2 separate regions of the Bombyx mori genome follow, and region 2 is linked to region 1. The links are chromatin contacts, called in public Hi-C maps. All regions are on one chromosome and are shown on one strand. The core of a region is the stretch at or near the end of the contact, and the rest is flanking DNA. Distances in the headings are between cores, read along the strand shown.

Evidence for each region. Hi-C and Micro-C count contacts between places; a contact is called where the count stands out from the background.
Region 2: a Hi-C map of whole pupa shows a contact between it and region 1, with 5 times the contacts expected there. The contact joins two enhancer-like sites. A contact is called at or near these places in 6 of 7 Hi-C or Micro-C datasets (middle silk gland, midgut, an unstated tissue and 1 more).

The regions. Positions count from the first base shown.
Region 1 is chr15:3,725,781-3,733,728 of ASM3026992v2, forward strand. It overlaps LOC101741581 (serine/arginine repetitive matrix protein 1), which reads right to left. Exons shown (of 11, transcript XM_012692467.4): 2 at 3,715-3,858; 3 at 1,520-3,288. Among protein-coding and RNA genes, the nearest start is that of LOC101741581, 42 kb to the right of the region's middle. Within about 2 kb of position 3,086, at least 8 of the 8 cell types and tissues checked have open chromatin away from gene starts, as enhancers often do.
Region 2 is chr15:3,802,644-3,810,591 of ASM3026992v2, forward strand. LOC101741355 (rab GTPase-activating protein 1-like) reads right to left here. Exons shown (of 26, transcript XR_009974959.1): 25 at 7,644-7,948; 26 at 5,981-7,471. Among protein-coding and RNA genes, the nearest start is that of LOC101741581, 35 kb to the left of the region's middle. Within about 2 kb of position 4,443, at least 6 of the 8 cell types and tissues checked have open chromatin away from gene starts, as enhancers often do.

The sequences.
Region 1 (7,948 bases), core at 1,836-4,335:
ATTCGAATACTTTACTTAGTTTGCTTTGTTTTCGTGATCGCGGACTAAAGGACTAAGAGCTATTTAAAGTTAAATAAATACATTTGAAATTATTTAACTTTGCAAAGGCTTTAAATAATGTAATGTAATGTCCCAGAATAATTCGATTTGTGCCATGCCAAAATAGTCCCAAACCGCTTCGTCCCGTAGCAGTGCTGACTAGAAGAATAATAAAACAACCGCTATCCCAGATAACAGATGAATTTATCACTTCGTAGACATGATAACTGTTACTTCTAATTAAAAATATGTTTATAGGTTTTAATTGATTACTTACAAAAAGACGAAGTTTTCGTATCGGGGTATGTATTTTTTACATTGATAAAATTCCGTATTCCAAAAGCGATATTAGACTTATTTACTACTAGCTGAGTCCCGCGATGTTACCCGCGGTTATTGCGGCGAAGCTAGTCTAAAAAAGTAGCCTAAGTTATTCCTTATATCATCAGCTACCTATCAGTGAAAGTCCCGTCAAAATCGGTCCAGCCGTTCTAGAGATTAGCCGGAACAAACAAACAGACAGAAAGACAGACAAAAATTGTAAAAAAATATATTTTGGTGTATGTACCGTATAGGTATATATTCACATGCATGTAGTAAAAAGCGGTTATTTCAATATTACAAACAGACACACCAATTTTATTTATATGTATAGATTTGACGTCGAGTTATTATAATCTGCTAAGAACAGCGCGCGAGACCCACTTGCATATTCTTTCTGTTCCCACTAAACTATTTAAATAGTTTATTGTCGCTCTCCGAAGCTTAATGGAATGTTTAGTAAAAAAAAAGGTCCGTAAAAACTTTAAGTACCTTCAAGCGTTTTGTATTGCAACGGTTGCATTGTAAAGAAAATCGTTGTTTGGCGTCAGTTTACCGAATTGTTTTGTGTGGTTTTTGCAGGTTCATATATTAGAGCATTTCTGACGTAATCGATAGGTTTTTTTTAAGCGTCTACGTATTTCTAACGCCATGTGTAAATAAACAAGTTAACAGTATATGCGAATAGATGTCTCTGCGTATGCGTCATAATGATAATGTAGCAGTAACGCCTACCATTCATGTCTGGATATGGCGTTGTCTATGCGATGTGACACTTTCACCTCTGTCCTGTTTAATAGGCTACATGTTAATATCGTGCTTATATAATTAGTCTCGGGGGACCGGAGTCCCTCTCCCCAAAAACGTTGCGTGTTAACATTTTGACTATACAATATCCGACGTTATAGAAGTGTTTGATTAGGACGACAGATTTCCAATTCGGTTTCGGGTCAGCACGTTACCGAGGGCACGCGTACCGTTAGTGCGCGTGATGCTATGCGATGCAATATTCGTACAACAATACATTGTGCGTCTTTTTAGATACCTTTATAGGTACTATGTTGAGCTGTGGCCCGGTATCGATCGCTCTGTTTGTAAACATTGCAATGCCGGTGATTGACTCGAGTTATTGTGAAATTAGTATATGTAACAAACCAACCTGCACTGCTTGAGCACTCTCCTTGTCCAGCAGGAACTCCATCGACTTGTGAGGGCGAGGGGCGCGCTGGTCAGGAGGCGCCAGTGCCAGCAGCGAGCGCGCGTGCAGCACCGTGCGCTGCGTGTCTACGTCCGTCTCCAGCACGCCGGCCGCCGGAGCAGGCGGCGGGCGCGGCCGCGGCGGCTTGTGCGCCACGCCGCCCGCAGCCGGGGGTGCCGCCGTGCGCGACACACCCTCTTCTTTCAGTGGAATACGCACATACTGCGGCCCGGCGCCCGCCGCGCGCCCTGCCTGCCCCGCGTCTGCCGCTAGTGCCGGACCGCCGGCGGGTGGTCGACCGTTCGCGCCTGCGCCCCTCGTTTTTTTCTCTTTGCGCCCGGAAAATCGGAAATTCGCGAATCGCGATAAGAAGCCCGCGATTCGGCCGCGCGGCGCGCGCGCGCTCGCTTCCGTCATGGCAGTGGAACGATCTGAGGCCGGCGCGCGCGGCTCTTCGCTTCCCCCCTCCACGACCACTTCGACTTCTGCGTCATCGGCGTCATCGCTCGCCGTCGATTCGCTCTCGGTTGTGCTTGTACTAGTCTCACGCCAACTTACTTCTGCAACTACCGGAGAGAACGTGACTCCTTTCGACCCTGCCGATACGGATCGCGCGGGAGGCCCCGTGCCAGGCGGTGGTGTGGCTACTAACTGCAGAGAGGCTCGTAGCTCTTCCGGTGTCTCACGATGAGGAGTAGCGCGAGCGCGTAGCTCCGGTGTCGATCGTACCCGCGCGTCACTGGGTGATCTTAGCGGAGTAGATGTGAAAGCTGGTTGTCGCACGGGATCCGGTGATGGTGATCGTGGAGGTGACGGTGTTGGAGAAGACGGTTCTATACGTCTTCGCAGCTCGTCGAGAACGTCGTCCCAGGCACCCCACGAGTCGCGCATCCTTTTCGCTGTCAGCACAGACAATTCTCTGTCATAGTCGCCGGTTTCGGAGAGAACTCTTCTCGCACTTTCGTCGAGACGTCGAGCTGTTAGTTCCATTTCTCTCGCGAAGGCACGTTCAGACTCTGTGGTGGAATCGCTTCCAGCGCTTGGTTCTCGAATGGGCGATACTGATTCATGGCTGATATCCTTTTCAACAGGAGGTGGAGGCGGAGGAGGAGGGTGTCGCGGTGCGCGGGGCGGAGGTGGCGGAGGCGGCAAGCGCGGACGCCGCGTTCCGCCCCTGTAGTCGAGGGCGGTGAGGTCGGCCACACTGACGGTGAGGCTGTCGCTCACTTCGAAACTTTGTCGGAAACGCGAACGATGCCCGGCGTGTCTTCGCGGCTCAGCGCACACGTCGAGCTCCGCGGGGAGCGACAGAGCGCGCGCGGTGCGGGGAGGCCGGCGCTCAGGACTGGGTGAGATAGCGAGGCAGGGTTCGCTGCCGGCACCGACGGACGCCTGCTGCGCTATTTCGGGAGGACGCCGATGTGCGGGTGGGGGCGGCCGTCGAGATCTCTCGCTGTATCCACTGTCCTCGCTCAGGTTTTCGGCAGACAAATGGGTTCGGGTTGCAGGCACTCGCGTCGGTGGAGGAGACGGTGGAGGAGACTCGAGGGAGTCTGGCGACAGGCTCGGCGAGGCGGGAGCCGCGCATGACCTTTCGAGTGACTCGAATTGAGCGAGGCTCGAGGAGCGCGAGAGTGAGTCGGAGCTTGCGGGCGAGGAGTCCCGCTCGCGGCGTCGTCGCTTCGCCGGACAAGCCCACTCGCGCTCTGACTCGCTGTCGCACTCTGACCCTGGTGAAGAGACACCACGTTAAGCACGTATAAACTGTGACTTGCAACAACGTAGAAACGTCGCTACGTTCAGACAGCGACAGTGACAATGACAACGAATTAGAATGTGTGATCATTATCTTGGATGTTGTCCAAAAGATTCGTCTCTCACGTCATTGACACAAATTTAACAAAACCAGATCTCATTGTTTTCAAATACTAATAAGTAATTAGTAAATATAACAAAAATAATACATATTTCGTATTTATAGTTTTCGTATTTGTAACAAAAGCTTATTTTTTATTTAGTCTATTTTAAATGAAAATTCTTAAGGTGCCGAAAAACAGCGCCATCTATCAGCTGACGTGGGAAAATGTTTAAAAAAAATTGCTACTCCCCACTAGATGGCCATAGTTTATTTAAAAATTATTATTTTTAATACAGACCTGCATTTGCTGGTACATGAATGACGGAATCTGCGTCCGAGTCGGACAGCCATGTTCCACCCGAAGATTTTTCGGAGCGCAAATCATCGCTTGTCTCCTCGACTATAGTTTCGAGGTACAAAGCGTGAGTACTGCCATTATCACCTGTGGAAAAAACAACATAATTTATAGATTTAGACCCAGCATGACATTTATATTTTGGTAACAATTAACAAAATTATGAAATTACTTATTTCTAAACAGAAAAGTAAACAGAAAAATAAAGCTACCGATTGTATACAACAACCTATCAACAGATGGCGCTGTCAGTAGCAAACTAGTAAAACGACAACAGTCAATTTCGTATTGTTTTATTCTTGTCCTTAACGTACATGCTCTCTATTAGATAGACAGTAATTGCCAAGTCTTTTGGTAATTATAACTTTAACTTAGTGACGATAAGCTTAAAGGTTTCTAGGTTAATGATGAACAGCTGGTAGCAACTTTTTTGCTTGGCGTCTGTTTTAATTTCTAACCGGAAATATAAATATACCGGATTGATCGCTGCTTAGTTCAACGCTGTAAAGTAGCGAAACGGAGTAATAATTCTCTGCTATTTAATATTTTATTTAAATGCATACAAAATCACGAATGAATAATCGACTTTTTAGATTTATGAGTAACAAAATGCAAAATTGCATTAATTGTTAAAAATCAGACAAGACGTTAATTTATATTACTGATAAAATACATATTTACTTGTATAAAATTGCATAATTCAATGTGTTTTTAATTATTAATTTTTTTGTTTTATTTTAGACGTGAATCACGATTTCAGGCGCGCGTCACTGGTCCGCAAACAACAACGGTTACCATGGCAACCCTTTTATACATTTGAGTGGAACTTTTTGGCGGGAATGCGAGGAGTGAAGTTGTGTGATTTGTTTAATTTTTTCTATTTAGTGTTTCTTCAGGTTTAAATGTGTAATAACGGTGGTTTATTAACCGTTTAATATCTGTGAAAGTGCACAAATGTGGGAAAATGAAACAAAACCGCTGTACGTAACTTCTCGGGATTCTCCAAAAAGTCCACTGAAAAAATCTCAGTAAATGACCACCATTTTACTGAGATTAAATTTCATCCCATATCATCTCATCTCATTTCATTTAATTTCATCCCAGTTGATTGATGTCTCAAATTAATCATCTTCGTTTCATTTCACTCCATATTACATATCATTTTTCATAAAAATAAGAATATAAATTAAAATAAGACATGACCTAAAGGTTTTAGATACCAGGTCATAAAATCCCTTTAAAAAAAAAACATAAAATTGAGTGACGGCAGAGTAATAATCCATTCTGGACAGAATCTAAGCGAATTCCGAAATACAATGAACGCCTACATCGCAAACGGTTTTTTAAACACTCAAAAATACGAGATCTCGTGATGAGCGAGTCGATATGTCGATTTACGGTTTCCGATGAATAGAAATTATAAAATTTACTAAATAACAACCCATGGAATCGTATGGAGACGGGTAGATTGTCACAATAATGTCGCCATTCACCTTCAGATCTACGGTCGAATATTAGTGTATTGTATACTTTTGTTCGATCCTTCAATCAGGAAAGCACAACCATGATTAACTGTATGATAAATCCGTTTTAGTATCGGCGGGTTTAGCGTGGACTATAAAAAGTTCAATCATGACATTTCTAAGCTGAATAAATGTCTCATCGGGTCATGTCGTGAATTAATTCTGTAAACAAACACAGGATTACAATAATTAGAATACGGTGGGCAGGTGTGGCAGTGTCAGAGGCGGATCTCAAAGCGATTTGGAGCCGCTTCATCATTTGTTATTCAGCACACAATAAGGATTGTCCACCTGTCCGACATGTGTTGTAACGGTTTGATTCTCGGGTCGAGCGCTGTGGGAATATTATTTACGATTTCGAATTAGGATTCGTTGTTGTAAATCGATTTGCGTATGCACAATGATTTTCTTGTAGTTTTGCCAAGTGAATCGGCAATGTTATTTCGACGTAAGCTCGCGCTACATTTTATCATATCTGTTTTCGTTACGTATAATAACGGTATAACAAATATTTAATAACATTATGATGTGATTTACATTACCGCTGATACGTTCCAGTTGTGCTTTTCGATAAATAGATTTAAGTAGTCTTGACCGAAGATCGAAATTCGAACATGTATAGTGTGACCTCAAAATTTCATTCATTTTCTGTTATGTAACTATCTCTTTTGCTTTATTTTTTGTGGATATAAATTGGGTATTTAAAATATAATATATCATACGAGTTATATACGAATAGGTATATGAGCTCTAAATTTTGTAAATATGTAACACTAAAATACAAAGCTCATCAAGTGGTACTAGCTACTTGATGCTACTGAACTGTTTCTCCTATCTGCCTATTTTTAATGTTTGTTGGTCAATCACGCAAAAATAGTAGAACAGAGTTTGAGGAAATTTCGGACGAAAATAATTTGTAAACAGGACTATGTGATGATGTTAAATGATATACCCGGGTAATTCTGAGTTTGTCATGGGCTATAATAAATATGTACATGTGTACATACATACATTCGTGAGCATATGTTAAGTACGTATTTCATTACAAAAATTTGTACCTGCCCGCGGGATTCGAACACAGGTACTATCGTATCGCTCCATACGAATGCACCACCGGGTGTCTTATCCTTATAGGCCACGACGACTTCCTATTTGAAATGTGTTAATACTACGATTTTCTCGCAATTATATTCAGTCCTCTAGTCATGATCGAAGTGATGTATTTTGTACTTTTGTGTTCGCGTGTGGGAGAAGTATGAAGCTGTAGAGCAAAATAGAATTTTAAAAATCTATCTTTAGTTACGCGGCGTCCGAGAAAACACGAGTGAAGGAAACGCCAATTTTTTTTTCCTGGCTAAGTTGATAGACTTGAGAGTTATGTCAGCGTAACCGGGCGAGTCGGTGAGCTCACGGGGCTTAAACCGGGAGTGTTGCTAGCACTGGCTCTAGCAAGAGCAGTGCTTCACAGAATCTACCACTGGATCGGAAACGCGAACCACTGAGAAGATCCGGCGAGAAACTCAGTAGGCTGTGTCTATGGGTTAATTTACTCAACGTGCCCTTCGTCAAGCGATGGGGTCAACAATGACGGTGACCGGTGTTTGAGGTACCTAAAAGCACCGTTAATGGATCGGGAGGATTCGTAATGACGTGTTTAGGAGCGCCAATATCGAGCTTTCACTGTAAATACTTCTTAGTTTATACAATCACGAAAGTTTAAAATAATTGTCTGTTTTGCTATCGATAACAAAAAAAAACCACGATACATATCGAGGGTTGAAAGGTTATTTATTTGGTTTAAGCCACATTTTATTAATTTTACAACGAGCTATTTAAAGTTTAAAATTTAGAAAGATATCATAACAAAGAAACTTCTTCAGCTATTTGAATGAGGTAAACTTAATTAAAGTTCAATTAAAACATCAATTTCTTGATGGTAATCTATACTAATATTATAAAGAGGAAAGACTTGTTTGTTTGTTTGTTTCGAATAGGCTCCGAAACTACTGGACCGATTTGAAAAATTCTTTTTCCATTAGAAGCCGACATTGTCCCTGATGAACATAGGCTACTTTTTTTATTATTTTTTTTATTTATTTTTTTTGGTTTCATGTGTGTTTTAATGTTTCCGAAGCGAAGCGAGGGCGGGTCGCTAGTACCAAATAAAACGCATCTTTAATTACAAAGATAAATGTCGCGTGTTAAGCGAAATAGCCTTTCATTCAACCCTCGATATATTATTATTTATTTATTTTTTATTGCTTAGATGGGTGGACGAGCTCACAGCCCACCTGGTATTAAGTGGTTACTGGAGCCCATAGACATCTACAACGTAAATGCGCCACCTACCTTGAGATATAAGTTCTAAGGTCTCAGTATAGTTACACCGGCTGCCCCACCCTTCAGACCGAAACGCATTACTGCTTCACGGCAGAAATAGGCGGACACCTAACCTACCCGTACGGACTCACTGGAGGTCGTACCACCAGTAAAGTGGCGTGTGTGTGTCTCGATATGTGTGTCTATATAGCTATTATTAAAAACTTAAGTGTCACAAAATGTCCCGCTTTGCATTATTCCGTTACACTTATTACAGATCTTAATTGTGGGTTCACTTTGTAATTGTACAACATCCTGTTGGCAATATAATGAAT
Region 2 (7,948 bases), core at 3,193-5,692, 78 kb after region 1:
ATTTGGTGTAATTTCGAAATAGAATAAACATTAGTACTTGCCCCACTTGGAGCTGCATTACGATTATTTAAGTAAAGACACGCACCTGACTGTCGCTGATGTGTCTACAAACAAAAATACACATGGGACAGTTACAGAGTTCGAAGTTAATTTGCTAGATTTCATTCATATATTCAACAACTATACCAGACTAAACGTACTAGACATTCTCCTTATGGGAACTCGGTAGAGTGTGAAGTTTACGTGTCTTAGCAACGCCCCTACGTAGGTTCAGTACCCTAAGGGTATATTACCGGAACGGCTTCCTTTCACACGGATTAGGGCGACTGCATCTGTTCAACTGTGACCACATATTTGAGTCTTTCCTTTGAAAAAGGCTTCGTTAGATATTTACAAATAAATATATACTTTTTAAAATATTTTCTGATCAACAAAACCCATGTATTTTTTTAAAGGTTTTTTCGAAACATCGGAAATTTTCAAATGAGCAGACTGCTTCAAATTACTTAGCCATCAATGTGTTCTGGTCGTTTATAAATAGGTTAAGAAGAGATTTTATGTAATTTACAATGAAATCTTGTATGTGGGATTATTGTAGGTATACTTACATATTTTGTGATCACTTAATTAGTAATTTTGTCGCACACTGCAATCTTTTTTTTCATAACAGTAAAATTTTCATGCTCTATCCAACAAGATATGGCTTTGATCTATGAGACTGCCTTTTGTTATTTTATTTTATTAATAATCGTGACTTCCGGAGTACTTTTGCTACTTTTTGTATGTAATAAACTTAATTAATATTAATAAGGTCCTGTCCTCACATATTTTTGTATGAAAGCTTTATTTTACGTCATTATTAAATTTAAAGAAATTACTTGAACCTCATATATTTTAATATAATTAAAGATGTACTTAGTCTAGACTTATTTCCCCTGGCTGAGCCTTTTCTCGCCCACCTGTCCTGGTGAAACCGAAAAGGCCTCTTGGCCACGATTTATTTGTAACGAAGTTTTCGATCTCGAAATAAGTTGTCTGTTTATGATCAATGGAGTACGTCACGACATGCTGGCTGCCGTGAGCGGTCGACGGCGCGTGGGCCCACGTTTGGCACGATTCCATAATTATAACGAGAGTGCTTGCAAATAAAATATAATGTATTCAAACAGCGACATTTTGAACTTAGTTATGTTCGAGCGACGTGAGTGACAAGAGATAATATGATTCGTCCGTATCGTCAAATAATCTGTTTGTACACTGCGGGACGTGAATTCGTTTATGAGTATATATAGATGTTCATATATAAAACTAATTACCAACCTAACCGCCTTCCGTATGGTATATCCCAAAACTAATATAATTCTGCTGTTGCTGTTGCATTTTTTTTGCCTATCTATTGCTAGTAACCTCGAAGGGTTATGCTAGCTTCACCGTACATCTATGAGGAGGCAGTCTCCTCCCGGTGATGGTCACGGGGCGACCTAAGGGGGTTAAGGCTACGCCGCACGCTACCGTCACTCTAGCGCGCTGGCACCAGGAGGACGGGACGACGCGTCGGCGGCTGAGGACTGCGATGCGGTCCGCATTTTCGTCGTCGCTGTCGTCGCCCAACATACTGTGGAAGAGCAACCCGGTCGGCGGTGTATCGCGTTCCAACCTGGCAGGCTGGTTCTGGCCCAGCGGGGTATCCCGAAACACCAACGGCATCGCCCGGGCGGCCTGGTAGCCCGCCGTACCGCGAAGACCGACGTCGTTGGTCGTCGACTATCGCCTCGACGACCCGTCGGTCGGGCGTCCTAGGGGTTGCGCCGCGTGTCTGGTTGTAGTGTTGACCACGGGAACCCCCTACTCTGACCGGGTTTTGACCCCGGACGGAGATCGGAAGTCGGGTGTAAGAGTGCAGGGGAGTCGTTTAGTGGGTGGGCCCTAAAATTCCTTGGGCCCGCGGTCTGCCCCCAACACTTTGCAGATCGTCAAGTCCCACATACCCCGCGCGCCCCCTAGGGCGGGAACTTCGTAGGAGGTTCGGCCCCCGGCCCAAAAAAAAAGCTTCACCATACGTGTAGGTAAGAACGCGGTTTCAACTTGAGAGGGTTGTTAACGCTGGCCTTAGCAAGCGCAGTGCTCCGCAGTATTTACCACCAAATTGGAATCGTGACCTACAGAGGAGATTATAGTGGAGATTATAGATATTATATCGCGTTATAGTAGGTCCCGCGTTGTAGTAGATCCGCGTGTAGTAAGTCCCGAGTTGTAGTAGGTACCACGTTGTAGTAGGTCCCGCGTTGTAGTAGATCAGCGTTGTAGTAGGTCTCGCGTTATAGTAGGTCCCACGTTGTAGTAAGTCCCACGTTGTAGTAGGCCCCGCGTCATAGAAGGTCCCGCGTTGTAGTAGGTCCCGCGTTGTAGTAGGTCCCGCGTTGTAGTAGGCCCGCGTTGTAGTAGGTCTGCGTTGTAGTAGGTCCCACGTTGTAGTGGGCCTCGCGTTGTAGTGGGCCTCGCGTTGTAGTAGGTACCGCGTTGTAGTGGGTCTCGCGTTGTACTAGGTCCGTGTTGTAGTAGGTCCCGCGTTGGCCTGGAGTTTTGCCGTTGCGATGGGGCAATGCGCCCACGCCGTCCGGGTTCCGGAGTATGTTGCCCGGAACTCTCCGACTTTGAGAGGAACAACAACGAAGCCACGCCGGTATACCGGTACCCCCTCTGGGCAGTCCCCTATAGCCGAAGCCGGGGACATGGCGATCAGCGGCCGGAAGATGCGTAAGCAACGCCGGCTCACTACTTCATCAAAAAGGCAGACTAAAAGTGGCGTACCATCTCCCGTGCACCACACCGAAAAAGCGTCATACGTGACCACAAAACATAAAACAGAACAAAAAATAAAACAGAAATAAAAACAATACAGAAAGAAAGAAAGACAGAATAAATAACAAAGAACCAAAATAACAAAGGGGAAGAAGAAAGGGGACGGAGAGGCCCAGGCGTCTCCAGAAGAAACACCCTTCAGCCAGGGAAGGGCGTGTAGAGCCCGGAATGTAAACTCGCATGTTTGAAAGCGAGCTACATAATCCTCGTTCGTATTGGTGTTCGCAATCATTTCCGTCGTCGTTATGTTAAGAAACTGAAGCCATTTGAATACGTAGAAAACCCATGACAAGTTAGTTCAGTCTCTTCTATGCATCATCTCACATTTTTTATAAATTATTACTGTATACAGTCCACTTAAACCCAAACGACGGGGCTTAAGGCTTGATCACACGTACCGAGCATACGGGCGAGACAGTCAAATGTTTCTCGGCCGAGACAGTAATGTAAGCGAATAGCTGTTCACACATGTTTTGAAATTAGCACAGTCATTTCAGTTCTATTGAGACTTTAATACGGATCGTAAAAAGATTATTAGAAAATATACAAAGTTACATACTCATTCCAGTATTGGCAGAAAAATTAAAGGAATTGTTGAAAAAACGCTGGATTGTTATTTTATTTTATTTATTTTTTATTTTCAGACATGGTGTATTGTTATTTTATTTGGAGATGTTTTAAAGAAATAAATATGTCAAAAAGGCACGCGCGGCAACGTAATAACAATCAAGTGGCCGAGTAGCGAGACAGTGCACATTTAGACCTGCCGAGTGAGCGAGCCAGACAGTGCGGGGAAGCGGGAGGGTGAGCACTCGGCCTAGTAAATAGAACGGACGCCGAGCTACTGGCTCGCCACTTCGTTCGGCGCTATGTTTATACGCACCGAGTACTCGGCCGAGAGCACTGTCTCGCCCGTTTGCTCGGTACGTGTGATCGAGCCATTAGTCACGCAGCTAACACTGCTTCGAGGCGAGGGGCCAAAACACAAAACAAAAGTAAATAAGATAATATTTCGATGCCTCCAATGAGCACTACGCTAACTCCAAATTCGTAGATTTACAGGAGCGCTTAAGCAAAAAAAGTTGATAAAATCTTTATTATTGCAGATATATTTATGGTTTTTTTTGTGTAACTAACTGATTTACTCTTGCTTCGAACCCCATCAATAATGATTAATTGTAATACTTTTAACATAGTGAAGCGATTTGCGTGAAAAACGAATATTTTAAAATTTTGAGTTAGAGAAGTGTTCATTGGAGGCATCGATTTATGGGCCAAAAACTCAAATACTCAAACAGGAACAACGGACTTTCAATACGACGTAACGACCTATATCAAATTTATTGGTAGAGATCTGTACACAATATACAATGTACATTTAAAATTTTATACATGTCTTCTAGAGAGTAATTAAAGATAATGAAATGTTTATATCACGTATAAATAATACTGAAAGAATTGTTTTTGACCTTTGTACACGCCAAAAAACAAATTTCTTTTATGCTACTCGCAAATAGATGTCGCTAGGATAGTTATATAAAAATAATGCTACTTCACAGTAGATGTCGTTTTCAACGAATTCAAGTTTTCCGTCCCTATTGTGTAGGAAATTTTAGATAAGTCTAGTTATACAAATCCGTTTTTGTAGTATAACCGTCGGAACACCGTAGTTTGTGAGGAAAATAGATCGCAAAATGACCTCCAACTGTAATCGATGAGTATACGAAGCCAGCGTGGAAACGCTTTTTCGAAAAGGCAGAGGGACACAATAACAACACTCTTACAGGGCGATACACAGACGCCGTTCGCCTTAAGCATGTCATTCGGATTCTCCCGATCCACTCTCGAGCATTTTTGAGACATTGCACGAATCACCATTCTCGTCCAATACGGCGATGAGTTCACATGCAACTTAACACACAAGCATAACCTACTGATTTTCACATCGTATCTTCTCAATGGGTCGCAATCTAGTGTAAGTTTAGATAAATATGCTTGTATTATCAAGATGGAGTAAGGTGATATAGAAAGCCGTATTGCTATGACAGCATTACACAAAGAAACCGATCACCGTCTTCGTCGAACGCGTCGCTTGAGGGTTCGACGAGTAAATTAACCCATAGACCCCACAGAGTTTCTCGCCGAATCTTCTCAGTGGGTCGCGATTTCAATCCGGTGGTAGAATCAGCGAAGCACAAAGCTTAGCTAGGGCCAGTATTAGCAAATCCTCTCAGGTTAATCCCGTGAACTCACCTACCGATCCGTGAGTAGCTGGAAAAGCCTCTTAAGCCTCCAGTGATTTTGTAGGGGATTCTTTCATTTATTAACGCCAATAAACGAAGTTATTACATGCTGTTAGAATAGTTATTTTTGTCTAAATCAAAGTTCCCTACCGCCTTATCTGTTCCTGTCTCTTCGCTATTACAATTAGTATAATATGTACCTACTTTATGAAGGAAGTGACTATTGCTCTTTTTTTTCTGCCTGAGCTGATGACTTTGAGAGGCCATTTTAGCGTAACCCTAACAGGTAAGTGAGCTCACGGGGCTCAAACCTGACGACATTGCCAACACTAACCTTATCAAGAGCAGTGCTTCGCAGAATCTACCACCGGATCGGAAACGCGACCCACTGAGATGATCCGGCGAGAAACTCAGTGGGCTGTGTCTGTGGTTTAATTTACTCGTCGAACCCTTCATCGCAAGCGACGGGTTCGACGAGAACGATATATTGCTCAATATTTATTTACCTCGTTACAAGTTGGTATGTGTTCTTTAAATTCGAATACCCCTTTTAAGCTCGGTATGTACATAAGTATGTTTGTTTATATCTAACGAAAACTTTAAACGTCATTTTCACAAAGTCACAAACGTCGGATTAACTTTAAAATTGATGCACATGTATCAAGGACCGATGACACTACCATGTTTTTTTTTCATATCGCTCTAATATCCAAGGGCCAAGGAAAAATATGGAAAATTAATAGTTAGTTTGGTTTTTTATTTAAGCATATTTTTAATTACAACTGTACACAATATGCAACAAGAATCCACAAATAAAGTGTTTTGTTTAATCCTTGAGAATTAAATCATCTGTGATATAGTTAATAAAACGACCATTGCAATATGTACTGTAAACTAATATATTATATTTTTTTACAATTTGGAATCAACACATCTGTAATAAGTTAGAGATCAAAGTAATGTTCAACAAAACCGTATGCAATATCATAATATTATTATAATACATTATTAAAACAAATATAGTAGGCATGCGTTATTGTCTAATGATATAAAATGTGATGATATAAACAACTTACTACTAACTTATGGCAGTTTATTGCATATATTCGTCGCCCACAAGCTTCCAGCTTTAAACTCAATCGAGTTATTAAGATTTATTATTCGTATCAGTAAGAAATAGTCTTAAGCTTGAATCTGAAATAGGAGAAAATATTTGACATAATCCGATTTATATATTTTGTTTAAGAATTTAAGATGCATAAATTGAGTTAGGTTTGGACTTCGTACCTCAATCATTACCAGCTAGCTGTCTATTAAATTGTACACAAAAAAATCTAGCCGCCAAAGATATACAGACAAAAAAATAGGGATATCTAATATAAGACAAAAATATCACTCACGTTGTGACGTCATTACACAAAATGAACAAATGTATAAATATGAAACCAAAAATACCAAATAGATAACTACACCAAAAATTCTAAAAGAAAGAATTTAGAATATCGTCGTTGTCATACCAAAATCTGCTATGTGCACTTTTTGAGATTTTTACTTTTTGACCTTTTCGTATAGTTCACAGTCCTATCTACCGTATAAAAAAAAACTGTTAAGTGTCTATAGCTTTAATAGTTATCTATAGCTTTTATTTAATATATGTAGTTCTTAAAAATTCACTTTCATATAAAATTTTATTCGAAAATGTTATAACTCGTTAATTCAAATTAGATTTTTTGCACATAGCAGATTTTGGTTTGACAGCGACGGCATGTAGTAAAAATGTAATAACCTAATAAAATTGAATATAATTTGTTCTCATAAAATTAAATATATACATAACATAACTTTTTTGTTGAGGCGGAAGAGAATACTAACTACGTTTGCTAAGTGTGCGCGGAAAATCAAGATGGCGTTACTGTAGCTAAAGTCCTAAATATGAAAAACGCGAAAATCTGACATCAACGGTCCCTCTCAAAATTTTCATTAACTGCTTCCTTTTTGCATATTGCACTTTATCTTTTACCTTTAACTCATGTCTTCCTCTCTCCTTTTCCACATCTTCAATTTCACGTTTAATTATGTAAGCAATATTCCGTTTCTGTTCTCACTCAGAATCCTCATTCTGTGTATTCTGTTTTCAAGTTGGTAAAATCTTTACTACTATTCTAATAATGAAAACTAAATTTAATATCAATCGAGCAATATCATTATTACAATTCTGAAATTGGCAGATACTTGAATAGCCCTAGTTATCGCAAACAACCATCATTAATAAAACATTAAATTATAGAACATAATAATATTCTATCACCTGGTAAGAAATGGTTACTGAAGACCACAACAGCTTAGTTTCCACTATGATCATTGTGCTTAGTGCGAGTTCGTTAACGTTCTCGATAGAGTAAAAATCAAGTCAAATTTGTATGGAGTTGGGACATTTGGCTACGTTTGCCGCTAGGGGCGCTGTTCCAACTGCATACAAATTAGAGTTAACTTTTACGTTATCGAGAACGTTAGAAAACTCGCACTAAGCACACTGACCATAGTCTCAATTATTTATAATAATATCATTTATGTAGCATCGTAGCAGCAACCTATGCGGGTTTATAACACATAATTCACCACATAAATCCCCATTTAATTTGTAAAATGATTTTTTCATAAAGAAAGTTGGGTTCCATATTTATATCCGAAGTCTCATATTTACTTAAATGAAAAACGATGACTCATTTGTTACCAATACGAATCTCACGGCTTCCCGTGTTTACGTACTACTCTGTAAGTATTCGGAAATACAATTCTTTAACCAGCACTATTCTACAACACAATAATAATCACATTCATTA